2 separate regions of the Mus musculus genome follow, and region 1 is linked to region 2. The links are chromatin contacts, called in public Hi-C maps. All regions are on one chromosome and are shown on one strand. The core of a region is the stretch at or near the end of the contact, and the rest is flanking DNA. Distances in the headings are between cores, read along the strand shown.

Region 1 (5,613 bases), core at 812-3,311, 150 kb after region 2:
AAAAGGCACTCTTAACCAGCACTGGGAAACCAGCTTTCCATGAGAGGAGATGGGGACACATGAATGCGCGTAGGTAAGGATTTTCTGAATGAGCTGTAGGCGCTGCTATAATAACCAAAAGAACATTCTAGGACATTCTAGGGCTTTCATTAAAGTCCTGACCCCCAGAACCTTAATATATAACTTTTGAGAAAAAATGTTATCCATAAAACTAGATAAGGTACCCTGCTATACAGTTGTCTTAACTGAGAATGATGTATGTCCTTATAAAAGGAGGAAGGGGACAGACAGACACATGGGGAGACTAAGGTAGAGGCAGGGATATTGTATGTATAAGCCAAAGAAGCCCAAAGATGACCAATAAAACAAGCAGAGCTTGGGAGAAAGTTGTAGAACAGACTCCCTCCCTGCCATGGCCCTCAGCAGGAACATATTTATGGATAGCATCTTGGGCTCCCGAAACCATGTATTTCTATCCTAGGCCGTGGGGGCCAGGGTGGTTGCTCTACCTTTGTGGGTAGTCCCATCATTCCCTGTGTGTTCCTCCAAACTTACAAGGTTTGTGGTGGGGTGATCTGGCCTGACCACACTCACACTGGTTCACTGACTCCCTTCTTGGAGCTTCCCCCACCTGCATCCCAACACTTCACACACAGTGAATTCTGTGTTATTATTGTTACAGCAGCCCCTACAGCTCTTTCAGAAAATCCTTGCCTGAGAGCACTCATGTGGCCACAGACTCACCACTCATGGAGAGCTGGCAAGAGTGTCTTGTCCTCCTTGACCAAGGTGATGCAGCCCCACAGGGATATGACTTTATAAATTTCCGAAGGGGGGAGTTCTGTACACTCTTAGGGAAGTTTTGCAAGAATCAAAACTTGAGACTTGCTGGGTCCCTTGGAAGAATGAACATTGCCTCTGGAAGTTGCACTGTCTTCATGTGAGAAGCTAACCTGAGGTCTCCCTCTGTAGCCAGCATCATCAGAACAAATCTTCTCTGAGAGATGACTCTATGGCACCATGAACAACCTCTGCTAGAAATCAGTCTGTCTGTCCATCTCTCCAAGTTCTCCGCCATAATGGAAAATCTTCTGAGAAAGGCATTAGCCTGCTATGCATTTTTGAAGTGGTTATTTCCATTGTTTTTATTTACACGTGTGCATGCACATGTGTGCACCCGTGTCTGTGTGAACAAATCCCATGTGCACACATATGTTTGCAGTACTCAGGAACACCAGAAGATGCTGTTTGATCGCTGGAACTGGAGTTACAGGTGGCTGTGCACCACCTAAAATAGGTGCTGAGAACCAAACCTGGGTCCTCAGTAAGAGCAGCAAGGGCTCTTAGCTACAGAGCCAGCTCTCTAGCTCAGAGTACTTCTAGAAACACATTATAGATGACACTGTTTACGTCATCTATAACATTTTGACATAAAAGTAGACCATTTTTGATCTTATGAGCAGTTCTGAAATGACTTTCACTCTTGTCAGTTATAATTATTTATTTCCTCAGACCAAGTCCTTAAAAGTGAGATTATTTTAGGTCGAATTATATATTTCAAATCTTAAAAAATTCAGATATCCCATTTTCTCTAGCCTTTGAGAACAGTAAAAAAAAAAATGTGTGGATAAGATCAGTGCCTCAACCTACACATAAGCTATTACATTATTTCCTAATTTTTTTCAGGAGCAAAAGGTCCTTCATTGAAGGTCAACCACCTTTCTCATGAGAAAAATGTTCATTTGTTCTAAAGAGGGTTGTGGTGAGGATGGGGCTTCTCAAATTAGGTCTGCCTTCCTTTCTCTCTCTCTCTCTCTCTCTCTCTCTCTCTCTCTCTCTCTCTCTCTCTCTCTCTCTCTCTCTTTCTTCCCCTAAACAGAAAGAAAAAAATTTTTGATGATGTCAAGGGGTGCTAAGCTGAAAGAGTTCAAAGTGCCAAGGGTATTTAGCGGTCTCCCTGCCCCTGCATTCCCAAGCCATGCAATACAAGGAATAGTCTGAGAGCTGGCCGTGCACTTAATCCCACAGGAGCGGCCTTGGCAAGCTCCTCGGGATCGTTCTTGTAATCCTCAGAAGCTCACGGATTCCAGGAAGCCTCCATGCCTTTTGCAACCCAGGCTTGCCTCCCATGAATCTTCCTGACTCAGAGTTTGCAGCATTTGCTAATTTTCATAGAGCGTCACACAAATCCTCTACCACTGTCTACCCCTCAATCATAAAAGTGCCACTCGGATTTACAGCCCCCCCAAAGTCAACAGAGCCTCCCCTTGCAGGCACAGGGGAGAAGGATCTGGAACCACTTGATGGAGTGCACCTCATAACAGCAGGATAACAGCGTGCCACGTTGGTTGCCACAGCTCATCTGGGTTGAGGCTGCCTGGTCAGTGCTTGGATATCTTTGAAACAGAATCACATTCTTCAGGAGGTGGCGACTGTAACACAATAAACAGCAGCTGTTCCCAGGGCTTGGAAATAATACCTCAACATTCGCATAGTGTTTGGTGCCAAGAGTTAGGTCCCGTTATGGTTAAGGCCAACATAGAACTTCTAGGCAAATAAATACATGAGTAACAATGTCCTGTTAGGACTGGAGGGATGACTCGGAGCTTTAGAGCAACTGTTGTTCTTTCAAAGGATGTGAGTCGCCTCCCAATACTTGCATTGGTCGGTTTATAACTGCCCATAACTCCACTGGCATCTGACGCCCTCTTCTGGCCACAAGGGCACCTGCACACACATGCAGCACACACAGACACATAAATTAAAAGTAAATATAAAGGACTGGAGACATGACTCAATGGTTTAAAGCATTAGCAGTTCTTCCAGAGAACTCCAGTTCAATTCCCAGCACCCACCATCTAGAACTTCGTTTTCATTTCAGGGGAGCTGAGCCCCCTCTTCTGGTCTCCCCAGACAATGTACACACATGGTGCATACACACACATTCACACAAAATATTGAAATTAAATGTACATTGCTCCCATCAATTTCTTTACAGTCTTAATTTGTACATATTACCCAGGAATCTCACACACATGGAATTTTCCATTCTTTCCAATCTTTCTAACGAGCACTCCATCTCAGCATAGTCCTAAAAGCTTTCTAAAGACCCTTTTAAAGTAAAAGGCCAGAGCCTGTCTTGTTTATAAGACACCAGGATTCCAAGCTTCCAGAAAGCCCATATAAGTAACCCCAGAAATAGGTAGTGCATTTAATAGAAATCTGAGCTCATCAATTTTACATGATCCTCACACACTGAGTGTGGAATGCTGATGAGGATTTGATGTTGACAGGAGATTCATTTGCAAACACAAGTGGCTGGAGAGATGATTAAATCGGTGAATAGTTTGTCAATATCTATTTCATGTTAGCTCTCACTATCAAGACCAGTAGCTGTGGCTTTGATGACAATAATAAATAATAATTAGGATATGGCGCTGTTCTGGTTGCAAGCATACAACACTTTTTGTTATGGACCTAAAAAGATGTATATTAAGTTATATGTGTACTCCCAACCCTGACAGGCCAGCCTTAACGAACGTTTGAGGGAGTCATGAAATCCATATTGTCTTATGGTCCTTGGTGTGCAGAGATGGCTTCTGTCTTCTAGGATAAAGAGTACAGAAAGCTCGTGTTGTGCACACCTAGGTGACAGGGACAAGATGGGGTAGCTTTAGATCAAATACAACTGCTGGATGTCTGGCTTATTCCTCAATGAGGACTGGCACCAAGCCTGGGAGACAGTGCAGGAAGTCAAGTGTCCGCCTTGACAGCGTGAGGACCCAAGTTCAAGGACCCACGCTTAAAAAGGTGTGTGTGGTGGTGCATGCTTGTAATGCCAGCTCTGGGGAGGCGGTGACAGTTGGGTCCCTGGGGTTTGATGACCAGTTAGGGTGAGATTCTATCTCACAAAACGAGGTGGATGTACCTGAGAAGTGACCACAACCTTCTTGTTGACAAGCGAGGAGGTGAATTGAAGTGAAAGCATCCGAGGGGGCATCCCTGACATCACAGGGCACCGCAGAACATGCTACGTTCTCAGAGAGTCGATTCTCAAGTTCATGGTGCTTGTGCCGCTCACTAATCTCAGGGACCTTCAGTAGGATGGAGGATATTTGAAAGCAGAAATTGGATCTTTTGGGGTTGTGGCCAAGCCCCAACTTCTCCAGTTCTGAGGCATTACAATGCTTGGTGCTTTCCTTAGGATGTCACAGATGCTATTCTGCGGTCTTAGCTACATAAAGAGATAGGGCTTAATTATTTAACATGTCACTCTCAACCATTAAAATAGTGACTAGGCTCTTGCCAGAACAGATTCTATAAAATATCAAAATAAAGTCAATCTTTAAAAAAAGGGGGGGGGAACTATTCAAAAAGTTTGAAAAACTTGTGAGGAACATCAATAGTTCTACCTGCAAGTTTACTCCATGTAAACATTTTTAAGAAGATTCGTGCAGTGTCTAGTGTAGCCCAAGCCGACCTCAGGCTTACTGTATATACCCAAGGCTGATCTCGAGCTCTTGGGCCCCCAGCCTTTACCTATGGGTAGGCTGTTGGGATTGCAGTATGTGCCACCGCTCTGCTGCTGAGGTTTGAACCAACGTCCTGTACATGCTAGCCACGCACTGTAGAGGTAGCTACTGGGCTACCCACCTACCCACCCTCTCTCTTGTTTTGTTATGACACGTACCTCACACACCAAGGGCGTGGAGAGCCAATGGCTTTCCCCATACAATCATACTAAAAGCAAGTGTGTTTTGTAAACGTTTTATGGAAATTTGGGAAAGTGAAAACAGGCTCTTAACAGTTCCCCGCTGTCCAACAAGCAATGTCAATACTGCCATGAACGCCAGTGGCTCAATCAGTGTGAGTCAACTCTACCTCCCTCTCGGTGACTCGTACTTTTGTTATTTTTAGCAGGAGACATGCAACGCTGTATGGTTGGCTCACGTATTGAAGACGCGATTCTCAACTGCTGGTGCTATTTTAGGAGGTTCTGGAAACTTTAGATGTTGGGGAGGGGTAGCTGGAGGAAGTATGTCACAGAAAACATGTCTCTGTCTGCCTGCCTGTCTGTCTGTCTGTCTATGTCTATGTCTGTCTGTCTGTGTCTCTGTCTCTGTCTATCTCTGTCTCTATCTCTGTGTGTGTGTGTGTGCCTCTGTCTGACGCTGTGTGAGTCTTTATCTGTCTGTGTCCATCTCTATCTCTGTCTGTGACCCTGTGTCTGTGTGTGTGTGTGCCTATGTATCTGTGTCTACCTGTGTGTGCATATGTGTGTGTGTGTGTGTTTATCTATCTATAACTGTCTCTCCTTTATCGGCTATGACATGGCTATGTCCCTATCATTAGCTCCCACCTCTATGAAGTTCCTCCTTCTGCACAGACCCAGAGCGCACTGGGCCAAGGACCACAGTCTGAAATCTCTGAAAGCATGAGCAAAGCCACATCTTTCCTACTTTATTTTTGTCATAGCATTGAAATTGTAAATTAAACATACAAACAAGTCCTGAGTGTCTCTTTGCTGTTGCTGCCCCTTGGTTTTTGGCAGGGTTTTGTTTCTTTCGTGTCAAGATGAGGCTTTGCCAAGTTGATGTGTGCTTTGCATCCACA
Region 2 (5,974 bases), core at 3,269-5,768:
ACTAGGCCATCTTTTGATATATATGCAGCTAGAGTCAAGAGCTCCGGGATACTGGTTAGTTCATATTGTTGTTCCACCTATAGGGTTGCAGATCCCTTTAGCTCCTTGGGTTCTTTCTCTAGCTCCTCCATTGGGAGCCCTGTGATCCATCCAATAGCTGACTGTGAGCATCCACTTCTGTGTTTGCTAGGCCCCGGCGTAGTAAACACACCTTATTTAGAAGACATTTAAATGCATTGTAGAGTACGAGGCTAAGATACATTCTTTCTGTTGTCCTTCATTCTGCATCACAGCCAAACCAATTCACAAAACATGCCTTAAGATGTCTCAAGATTACATCATGCCATTATTCGATCAATAAGTCGTCAAACACAAAGGTTTCATTGCACCCTGGCATGAAGAAGGTCACCGGTGACTTCATGATGACAACGCCAACCAGCCTTTGGCTTCAGAGAGCTCACTCAAAGGAAGAAAGCCCTCAAGTAAGAAGGGATAACGGGCTCCAATCCGATGGCGGTTTCTGGAGCCCTGGCCACCCAGAGGCACTTGTGCTGTCCGCAGCTATGCTGCCGACAGGTGAAGGTAGAGAAGGCGGTCTGAGTCAGCTCGGGGATTCCTGATATAGCACTGAGTCATTAATCACTGGTGTTCTGGCTCCATCCACCCAGCAACTGGGGATGAATAAGCAGAGCAAGAGAACTAAGCATCAGAGGCTGGAAATACCCTGGGGACCTTGGCTAAGTCACTACGAGGACATGGAAAACTTCATCAGTCATAGCTTCAAATGGAATGGAAGCGGAGCAGAAAGCACCTTCCGGCAGACAGACAGACAGCGCGAGCGCCATCACAGAACTGCTGGACAGCATCGTGACTCCGCTTTCTCTGCTTGCTTTGGGAACAGGAGGGAGAAAGAAAGGACAGGAAGGAATAAAATGCCATTTGGACCACAGTGGGATCTAGAGTTATGGGATGAGAACACATGGTTCATACCCTGTGTCTGCTATGAGAGCCGCATTGATGTATACAAGGCAGATTCCAACAGGGGAACAGACTGAAAGCAGAAGCGACCATGGGAGACAGATAGGAGGAAGATGGGGCTGTAAATGGATTAAATGCCTAGAGATAACTTACGCGCTTTAAACTGCAAATTAGCCACCACCATAGACACACCATATATATGGTTCCAAGACACTTTCTGTGACTGAGGAAAACCTCACAGTCACACTAATGTGGGCAGTTCCTGCTTACAGAGGCTCCCCTTTAGACCTGGAGCCCCCCACATTTGTATAGTAAAGATGTCAATCTTTCTGAATTGTGTAGCCAGAATTTCCATTGATTCACATGCACACACACACACTCAACCTTTAAAGGTGTATTTCTTAAAGAAATGTGTGAAATTTGAAAAACACAATCTGGTAGGAAATAGGTATTTTAGATAGAAAACAGCACTTTTCAAAACACCAACGGGGATGTACCTACCTCAGTGAGGAGAGTGAACTAATGTTAGTTGCCTGCCCATTTTAGTTAGAGATGCCAGTTGGGAAAAGACAACTGCTAGAGCTTGCTTTCTGTTGCTATGATAGCCATGGCCACAATAGCTTAGTAGAGAAGAGAATTCACATCATTTTGTATGTTACAGTTCACCTTCAAGGGACCAAGGCAGGATCTCAAGGCAGGAACCAAGGAGAAGACAGATCTCACCAGTTTGCTCTGGTTGCTTTCCTGAGCACCTAGGGATGGCGCCACCCACAGTGGGCTTGGCATCCTTCCAGATCAGTCATCAGTCAAGATGATTTCCCATGGGTATGCCTTCAGGTCAGTCTGAAGGAATCAATTCACTAAAAAGTTGAGGTCCCCTCTTCCCAGATGACATCTAATTTGTGTCAAATTGACATCTGAAATTAGCCACCACCATAACTAAGCCATTTTAAGAAACATTGGTGGTCTTTATGTCTAGCCTAGTGCTTTCTCGTTTCTTTCTACTTTCTTTTATTAAGAACTTGTTTCTGCATGACATTATTCAAAAAAGGACTTCTAGAAAAGGTGTAAGAGAGTGGCCTGGAAAATCAGAGCAGGGCAGGACTCTGGGGATATCTGGCTAGAGAGCTGTGAAAAACGTAGTAGTCAGGACTGCGCTCTTTAAGATGTCAACACTGGACAGGATGTGAGCAAGGACCAGCCATTTGTACAGTGTCAGCTCTTACTCCCTTGCCTTGAATCTGTGTTCTTTGGTACTGGACTCTCAATTGTCCCCAAGTGCACCAGCCTCTGAGTCTTGTGTCATTATTCCTATGATGTCTGCTTTCTTTTTTCTACACCTTCCCTGCCACACAGACTGTTTCCTCAGACCGTAGTTCTTTCGTTTCCATCTCTGACTACATAAACACACGCAATGTGTGTACAATAGTAGAAAATATATCGGGAGGAACCCGTTCTAACTATGGGCATATTTGTGTATGTGCAGATGTACATTATGAGCAGCACATGTACATAGCTGTGTGCAGACAGAACCCAGAGGACAACCTCAGTGTCTTTCCTCAGCTGTCACCCATATTTTCTTTTATTTGAGACAGGGCCTCCCACTGACTGGGGGCTCACTAAGTGGGCTGGATGGATGCTCAGTAAGTGCCAGAGGGCAGGGCAGGAGTTCATAAGTCAGTTCTGGCTACTTAAGGACTTCCATAATACTTCTTGAACATGTCTCTTCCTTCACAGTGCTGCGACTACAAACACATGTTAATGTGCGTCCTGGGGTTTGAACTCAGGTCCTTACACTTGCAAAGCTAACACTTTACTGACAGAGTCATCTCCAGCCCTTCATCATCCCTCTCCTTAATGACCTGGTGAGTGCTTACTCCCATTTGAAAAGTGAGAAGATCCACTCGCCCAGTTAGTCCCTCCCGGCTAATGGAACTGGACTCAACCCAAAAGCTCTTTGATGAAGACAGCTTGTCCTGCCCCCCCATACCCTAGGCTCTCCCTCTAGACTCCAAGCTACCTGCAGCACTTTCCTTGTTTGTTCTTACACTCTGTGTTGCACTTAGCCTGGGGGAAGTGCTTATCAAGGTTCTATCAAAGGAGTGCACTTTAATAACATCCATTACTTTACATCATGGTGTGCAAAGTCACTGTGGTCACCCGTTGATTGTGCCCTCTTGGGCCCGAACACTCAATAGAAACAATAGGAAGATTTTCACTGTAAGGACTGAGAGCCAAGTACTGCTCTAAGGTCGAATTGTATCTCCTCTAATCCACACACACACACACACACACACACACACACACACACACACACACACAAAGTGCAGGGAACTCAGTCCCATCCTTCAGCCCATTTTATAGATGGGTGAACTAGAAGTAGAGTTCATCGAGCCTAGCAACAACACTTCTTCCCAAAGCCCATACTCCTAGGAAAAACAGGCTTGAGGGCTGAAGCCATGTGGCTGGCTTGTAGCTCGCACCCACCACTGCATCCCATTGCTGTCCTTATCTCAGGTGACTCCCATGCAAGGACAGCACATATGGATATGAACAAGTATGGGATATTTCCCCTCTCTCAAGCAATGCGTTCGTTCTCTGGAGCACAGATTCTCCATAGAAGTGACATGGTCAATGTACTGGAAACGTGGCTCTGGCATTCTCCAGCACTGGAGGCCAATGCGGTGAGAACACAAGAGGGAAATAGCCACAAGGAAAACAGATGACTCTGCATTGGAGAAAATACAAGAACGGCAAACTTCTGGCTGCTGTTTGTTGTAAAGTGGAATGCTGGGAAATTGCAATTAGGAGAGGCATGCTGTGGCCCAGAGAGAGAGAGAGAGAGAGAGAGAGAGAGAGAGAGAGAGAGATTCTAGATCGCACAAGAATTTGCCTATTCCCCAAATGTTGAGAATCCTGTATGCCTTCCCCGGGCTGGAGCAGGACCAAACCAGATCATACCAGAAGGCTTAGGCCTGGAGAATTCTATCTCAATAAATAGCTACTTGTGGGCTGATCGAAGCGTCAATTTTTAAAGGAGAATATGATCAGGAAGTTATAGTCTGCTTCCCACAATGCCTGACGCTTCCTATCCCCTTCCCCTCAATGAAAGAAATCACCTTACCAAGGATCCTGTGGGAGATAAAATCATTGCTGATTCCTTTGGCCTGGGATCTCACAAGTGTTACAAAACTGTGTCTCTGCCTACAGGGCGCATGCCAGTGTTAAACAACTACTGTTAAGATTTACTGGGGTTCATGAGAACCCACTGAGCCAAGAGGCCATTCTGCCAAAGGGTCACCGCTCTGTCTTTCAATCCTATTTATGTGTTGACTTTTGGTCTTTATCGTTGTTTGAAAGCAAACAAGGGATATTTCTCTTTGCGAAAGTTGATGACTTCAGGTGGAGAGAGAACAGCTGTGGCAGACGATTCTGGAAACACAGCGAAATAGCCTCTCTTCACATAAATGTTTATGGAAGCAGGAAGACTGAAGAAGAAAAACACAGCAGAAAATTGCATGACTCACAGGCTGAGTGCCTTCTAAATAAAGCATCTCTCCGAATTTCCCAGGAGATGCTGAATGTGAGCAGGCGGCAGAGCTCTGTGGGGCAACAAGACTGTGTTTAAACACCCCCAAAAAAAACCCCAAAACAAAACAAAACAAAACAAAAAACAGTGTACACAAAAGTCACTGGGGGGGTATTCTGTTCCTTTTGAGGTTAAAGAGAACCTCAAAGAAGAGAGCAAGAAATCCTGGATGCTGTGCCCCCCTCCATCTGCTGTTGAGTCCCTGTGCAGCTCTCAGCTCCTGGTTGGACCACTGTGCAGAGGAAGAGCTGTGGCCCAGTGCTGTGCCTCTTGCTGACTCAGAGATCTTCCTGTCGTAGAGCCTGGCCAACTGATGATCACTGAGTTTAATTTTAGATCTTGAGTGCTGGATCTGGGAATGTTTGCAAACTAGACCCAGGCTCCATTGACACTGGCATGTGAATTGGAAAGAAAGTTTGCAAGTCTTTGAGTCTTTACACTGCCCAGTCCATTGTACCCCCACAACATTGTGAATTTGGAATAAGCTAGAGGAAGCCGTCTTGGGGCACTACTTCACAAGTAACAGGCATTGCTCCTGAGTCTAGATCTCAGAGATAGAACTTCGTTCTTTATACTTAGTTTTTTATTCTTAGGAGTTTCTGACTAGGAAGATCTAGAAAGTTCTAGAAGGTTGCAGACTAGAATTTAATTTCCTTCCCACTCGAGTCAATAGGTCTTGAAGCTATTAGAAAATGTGTTAGAAATAGTCTCTAGGTTCTCACTGAGGCTTAGCAATTACAGCAATCTGATAGCAAGTTGGCAACGTAGAATCAGGTGAGCTAGTTAGAACAATCATCCTTGGTGCCTCCCATTTAGAAGCAGTTAAGCAATAAAACACTTCAAAGGGACAATCGCTTTCTACGATGGGTTTCCCTGTATGTTAAAGAGTCAGATTATTCAGTAAGTTGACCTGTTCTGAGTCAACTCCCACAAAAAATATGCAGGACACCCAGTCAACTGGATTATAAATGAACAGAAAGGAATTTTTAACTGAATACCTGTCCCGTGCTGTTTTCTTATTGGGGTTACCCCAGAAGACATCCAACTAGAGCAACTGTATATTTTAAATGACAACACAGGGAGGCCTGTGGGCTTTCGAAGTTACCATGTATTAAAAACACATTCTGAGTGTTTTCCTCCAAGAAGTGGGGAATCTAGATGAAGAAAATCTTTAATAGAAGCAAGAAGCTAGCTACTCTGGAAGGGTCCCACTCAGCCATTGACACATACTGTAGAGCGACAACCCAGAAAGCCAAGGTAGTTGGACTACAGAAAAATAGTGGGACAACTTAAGAAGTTCTGAGGTGACGCAACACTTCCCCCAGGCAGGATCTCAATTCCTACCATTCTGACTCCTTAACTTCCTTCAGTGTCTTCCATGGTCTCCCTTGAGGGCGAGAAAGGGAA

Evidence for each region. Hi-C and Micro-C count contacts between places; a contact is called where the count stands out from the background.
Region 1: a Hi-C map of uterus shows a contact between it and region 2, with 2.1 times the contacts expected there. The contact joins two enhancer-like sites. A contact is called at or near these places in 11 of 484 Hi-C or Micro-C datasets (the C2C12 cell line, adipose-derived mesenchymal stem cells, cortical neurons and 5 more) and 2 of 115 datasets of contacts at active chromatin or transcription factors (embryonic fibroblasts and microglia).

The regions. Positions count from the first base shown.
Region 1 is chr16:93,104,935-93,110,547 of GRCm38.p6, forward strand. No RefSeq gene overlaps it. Among named protein-coding and RNA genes, the nearest start is that of Gm30474, 24 kb to the right of the region's middle. Within about 2 kb of position 2,062, at least 38 of the 459 cell types and tissues checked have an H3K27ac peak or open chromatin away from gene starts, as enhancers often do. A contact at or near this core is called in the C2C12 cell line, embryonic fibroblasts, muscle stem cells and 2 more, where this site is marked.
Region 2 is chr16:92,948,048-92,954,021 of GRCm38.p6, forward strand. No RefSeq gene overlaps it. Among named protein-coding and RNA genes, the nearest start is that of Gm41499, 5.9 kb to the right of the region's middle. Within about 2 kb of position 4,519, at least 70 of the 459 cell types and tissues checked have an H3K27ac peak or open chromatin away from gene starts, as enhancers often do. A contact at or near this core is called in the C2C12 cell line, embryonic fibroblasts, muscle stem cells and 2 more, where this site is marked.